Regions from separate parts of the Mus musculus genome. Here region 1 is linked to region 2. A link is a contact called in public promoter capture Hi-C data. All regions are on one chromosome and are shown on one strand. The core of a region is the stretch at or near the end of the contact, and the rest is flanking DNA. Distances in the headings are between cores, read along the strand shown.

Region 1 (2,700 bases), core at 159-2,658, 150 kb after region 2:
CTCCTTAGTAAGGTTCACTTATAAAACATCCTACCAGCCATCGGATCCTGGACGGTCTGACACAAAACACCATTACGCCCAAGACAGCTTTCCAAGAGGGAAATTGAGGCAAGAACCCGCACAGGGCCCCTCACTCACCACCCTCATTTCCCCTGCTTTCTTAAAAGCCTGGGTGGAGCCAGGGAACCTGCAGATCAAGGGTCAAAGTCGGTTGGTTAATTACCGCCTCCCCCTCCCCCCTTGGAGGCGCAGGGCAGTAGGCTCCTGCCCCACCCCCCAAGATAGGGGAGGGGAGTTTTGTATTGGGAGAGAGGGGGCAGAAGTTTTCTAGGGTCTCAGAGGAAGATGCAGCTGGAAGAAGAGACAATTCTAGCAACTCAATTCTAAGTTGACGTGCAGGCTGTCAAGGCGTCCTCCCTAAATAAACTAGGTACACTGGCTTCCTGGAGTACCTTACGGCTCTAAGAACCATCTTTTGCTTAGTGTCCTCCACGAGCTGAACCGAGGTGGGACTGTCTCAAAGGCAAGCAAGGTACATTGGGTTTATTTCCCAGCAGCTCCTGGACCGTCAGGCAGGAGTCCAGGGAAATTCGGTGGTCCTGAATCTGGACCCTCATTTCAATACCACCAAAGTTATGGGGCCAAGTTTTCTCTTACAATGTAGCCCAAGTTTCAGCGGAAACTCCAGCTCTGCTCCTTTCCATTCCCTGGCCCTCCCCTCCAAAGTGGCATCGCTCCAGTGCTCCTCTCCTGCCTCATGAAAGCCCGGGTTTTCTGGATTTACGACACGAGAGCCGGAGGTCGCCTGAGCGGTGACACACCCCACTGCGTCCCCTGTAGCGCGGCGCGGGCAGGAGATCCCGGGCCTGAGAGCGGCAAAGCCTCGGTTTGGAGTCCCCTTCCCCCACCCACGCTCCTTCAGCGCCGGGGGTCGAATCGCGACGAGAATCTGCGTCCCCACGCTCGACTGACCGGCGCCGACCGCTGGTCCGTGCGCCCCGCCCTCCCGGCGCCGGGAGCCCGAGGCGCCTCACCTGGCACGTAGATCTCGCCGCGCTCTTCGTCCGGGAGCTCGCTCCAGTTCCTCTTGCACGTGGAGACGCATGGCTTCTTCACCAGGAACGCGCGAGGCATCTTCAGTTCCTCCTGGCCCGGCGCGGTTCGCTCTGGTAAGTCGAGTTCGTGTGGTCGTCCCACCTTTTCTTCCACCGGATCGGGGTTGAGGCGCGGGAATAGGGACAGTTCAAGGAAAGAGTCGCCGAGGCGTGTCCACGTTCTTAGGACAGAGTGTACCAGGGACCACGCGTGGCGTTTCCAACTACGCCGAAGGTCGCCGGTGTCCACAGAGAGGGTGCAGCCAGGTGCACCGGGATCGCAGAAGCGCTAAGCCAGCGTCCTTTAGCTCGACTGGCGTCCCCGCGGCTGCTCGCGAAGTCTTCAAGTGCGAGCTGGACGGACGGGTTCACGCTTTATTGGCTCGCGGCGGTGTGTGTTGGTGGCTCGGGCGGGGGTGGGGTAGGGGTGTTGATCTGATCTAATTAGCTTGGAGTGGCCGAGAGAGCGATGGCGCATGCGTTGGGAAATAACGGTGACAACCCACCTATTTGTTACCTGTCGAACCGGTTTCCATTCCGCTGCGGGTGAGGTGGCCTCGCGGCCCGGGCGGGGTGGCACGACGGGGGCAGGGTTAGGGGGCGTGCTCCGGTCCCCACACCCAGAAGCACCCGGCCCGCCCCGGACCTCCCCTGCCCAGCGTGCTCACGTTTGCAAACTAGAGTTTCGGAGGGAGCGGGCACGGAAAGGGAGGGGAGGGCAACGTTATTTGCACCGGCGCTCGCACGCTCTGTGGGCGATGACATAAAACTGGCCCAACAGGTCCGGGCCCAGCCTGGCGCGCCCGGGGCGCCGGGAGAGGCACAAAGCCGCGGAGCGGGAACCGGCGGTCCGGGCCCGAACCCAGCGGCCAGGGATCCCCAAGGCCAGGGTGAGCAATTCTTGGTTCAGCGGAGAGGTATTTGCTGGGCACCGGGTTCCTGCGGAAAGGCACGCGAGACGAGAGGTGCGCGTGGACCGGGAGGCTCGGATGCGCCTGTGAATCCAAAGCTGGAGCCTGCCTTCTGGTTTCGAGGGCGATTAAACTGCCCTGAGTCCAACCTAACCCAGGCCAGCACCTTGGCATATGGGCGGGTGTATTCGCCCAAACTCTCCTGGTCATAAACAGCCGGATTTCAGATTCTGAAAACCTGGAAGAGGCTCTGGGATAATGACTCCAGCTGAGTGAGATCTGACACAGTCCTCTTGCCTGTTGCAACCAGTGTCCTCCCTGGGTGGGAGATCAGCAAGCAGCTCCCCCTCCACCCTGCTGTACTCTTCAGCAGGCCTAGTTGGAGCTATGCCCCACCCCCATTGAACTGAGAGTGTTCCGTGGCCTTCGTGTGAGCCACACTATGACACTTTGGCCGTGCTGGGTTGCTTTTACTGGCTGACCTATTAAAGGCAGGGATGGAACCTGCAGTTAAAGGCTGCTAACATTTTTAGACTCCAGACTTCAGTACACCTGTCTCACATAGTGTTAAATGTTTGCCGGAACAGACTGTGAGGAAATTAGTCTGATAAATTAATTCACACAGTTCAAAAGTCAGGAGTCACAGGTGGATACGGTTCATGCTTGTGATCCCAGCTTGTGGGAAGCTGAGGTAG
Region 2 (2,700 bases), core at 148-2,647:
AAAATATTGACATTTTTACTTGATATGTATGGGTGTTTTACCCACAAGTATATCTGTATGTATATCACATGAATTCAGTGCCTGCTGAGGTCAGAAGAGAACACTGGATCTGGAAAGGAGTTACAGTTGTGAGCCTCCATGTGGGTGCTGGGAACCCAACCGAAATCCTCTGGAAGAGCAGCCAGTGCTCTTATCCTCTGAGCTGTCTCTCCAGCCCCAGCCTGATCCACACTCTGCCACTTTTGACCCTCATCCTTGTCAGAAGTATGAATGGATTCAAATTGGATTCTATCTATCTATCTATCTATCTATCTATCTATCTATCTATCTATCTATCTATCTAAGAAAGAGTCTAATGTAGCCCAGGCTAGCTTTGAACTTGCTATACAGACAAGGATAAACTTCAACTTCTGATCCTCCTGCCTCCACCTCCCTAGCGTGGAGATTACAGTGCTCGCCACTGTGCCTGGTTTATTTGGTGCTGGACCCTTAACTCAAGGCTTCTTGCATCCCAGGCACGCACCCTGCCTCCTGAAACGTGCTCCCGGTGCAAGGGTAGATTTCTTAGACTTTTACACTTATTTATCTATTTGTGGATAGGCTGGGGTGTGTGGTCTGGGATGCATGTGACCACTGGGAGGATAACTTATAGTCAGTTCTCCCCTTCTGCCGTGTGAGTCTCAGCTGTCAAGCTTAGGTTGACGTTATGTTTCGTGGCTCCTTTACCCGCTGAGGTGTCTTGCCAGCCTCTAGGGTAAATTTTGAGAGAGTGAGTTGGTAATGACATCAGTTTGGAAACAGCTGGTATCCTGCTGAGATCTCAAACCTGAAGCTACTAAACTGTCTTCTTTCCCTCTTCCTGTCCTCCTCCTCTTCCTCCTCCTCCTCCTCCTCCTCCTTTTTTATGTTTGTTTTTTTTTTCAAGACATGATTTCACTGTGTAACTCTTATTCGCGTTCTCACGACCGGCCAGGAAAGAACACAACAAACCAGAATCTTCTGCGGCAAAACTTTATTGCTTACATCTTCAGGAGCCAGGAGCGCAAACCCCCAGCCCCAAAAGCGAAAGCCACCCCAATCTTACATCTTTAGGAGCCAGAGCTCCGGCGCGCCAAAGCGCAGAGCGCGCTCTATTGTTTACATCTTTAGGAGCCAGAGCGCCGGGCGCGCAGAGCAAGAGAGAATGGCCGAAACCCCGTCCCCTTTAAGGAGGAGTTATCCTTCGCTTAGGACGCATCACTCCCTGATTGGCTGCAGCCCATGGCCGAGCTGACGTTCACGGGAAAGGCAGAGTACAAGTAGTCGTAAAATACCCTTGGCACATGCGCAGATTATTTGTTTACCACTTAGAACACAGGATGTCAGCGCCATCTTGTGACGGCGAATGTGGGGGCGGCTCCCAACATGTAACCTTGACTGGACTGGAACTCACTCTGTAGACCAGGCTGGCTTCAAACTCAAAGATCCACCTGCCCCTGCTGGGTGCTGGGACTAAAGGCCTGCACCACACGCCTGACTGGTGAATTGTCTTCTAATTCTAAATCTGGTACTAAGTGCTCTAAGAAAGCTCAAGAGGCTCACTGGTGTTGTGGTGGCCCAGGGCGTCAGTAGTGCCGTGACCTCCAGCAAGCGTATGGCCTGGCAGTGGAGACTGACTAACCCTAAGGTAAAAAAACGGATCCTGTGAGGGGAGCCCCCATAGAATGGGTCTGCGTGTGCCAGAGGGAAGAAAATCAGAGCCATCGAAACATAGGGGCTACCATTTGCTGAAGTTGGGGTCGATCTGGAAAGGTGTCCCAGAAAACACAGGCAGCACCCACAGATAAGAACAGCTTTTGTAGTTTAAACTCTTTAAATGTGTAAGGATGTTTTGCTTGCGTGTATGTCCGTGCCCCACATGCCCAGAGAGTCCAGAAGAGGGCGCTGGTCACTGAAACTGAAGTTACAGATCGTTATGAGCCGCTATGTGGGACCTGGAAGCTGAACCCTCTGTGGTACACTCTCCCATCTGTGGTACACTCTCCCATCTGTGGTACACTCTCCCATCTGTGGTACACTCTCCCATCTGTGGTACACTCTCCCATCTGTGGTACACTCTCCCATCTGCTGAGCATCTCTTCCTGCTGGAGTAGCTTTATCTTGCTGGAGTAGCTTTATCCAGCACCTGGAGGAGCCAGTCATGCCCACTCCTCCTTTACCACCGTTCTCCTCCCATCCCTTTACAATAGGAGAGCAGGAGTTTGGAGTAGAGGGTGAGGATAGGAAGGACGCTTCCCTCTGTGCTCGATGGTAGGGGCTCCACTGGCCAGGAGAGCAGCAACTGTGTTGTTCTAAATCAAGTTCAGAGAGGCGAACACAAAGTAAGAGTGAGTCAAGCTCAGAGATCTGACGGTGACGTAAAACCAGTCACTTTATTTTAAATCACTCATTCATTTGTTCTATTTATTTTTATTGTTATTGTGTGTGCATGATAGGAAGGGGGTGGCTACTGCCACAGCATGTATGTGGGGTCAGAAGTCAACTTTGTTCTCTCTTGCCACTTTCATGTGGGTTCTGGGAATTGAACTCATGTCATCCGGCTTGCACAGAGAGCACTTTCCCCATTGAGTCACCTCACTATCCCCTATTTTATGTTTTAGGGGGGTCACCTCCACTATCTTACTCTGCAGCTCAGGCTAGCCTCAAATTTTCTTAAAGGTG

Evidence for each region. Capture Hi-C pulls out chosen DNA fragments and counts their contacts.
Region 1: a promoter capture Hi-C map of pancreatic islet shows a contact between it and region 2. A contact is called at or near these places in 9 of 39 promoter capture datasets (the 3T3-L1 cell line, the SN4741 cell line, cranial neural crest and 5 more), 9 of 484 Hi-C or Micro-C datasets (CD4 T cells, the HL-1 cell line, cerebral cortex and 5 more), 7 of 130 datasets of targeted methods (CD8 T cells, double positive thymocytes, effector CD8 T cells and 4 more) and 4 of 9 other capture datasets (adipose tissue, embryonic stem cells, liver and 1 more).

Annotation. Positions count from the first base shown.
Region 1 is chr19:5,559,167-5,561,866 of GRCm38.p6, forward strand. Ovol1 (ovo like zinc finger 1) reads right to left here and starts at 1,409. Exons shown (of 4, transcript NM_019935.3): 1 at 1,035-1,409. The coding sequence starts at 1,134. It also overlaps a transcript of Ap5b1 not described here.
Region 2 is chr19:5,405,418-5,408,117 of GRCm38.p6, forward strand. It overlaps 4930481A15Rik (RIKEN cDNA 4930481A15 gene), which reads left to right and starts at 1,398. Exons shown (of 4, transcript NR_027938.2): 1 at 1,398-1,666.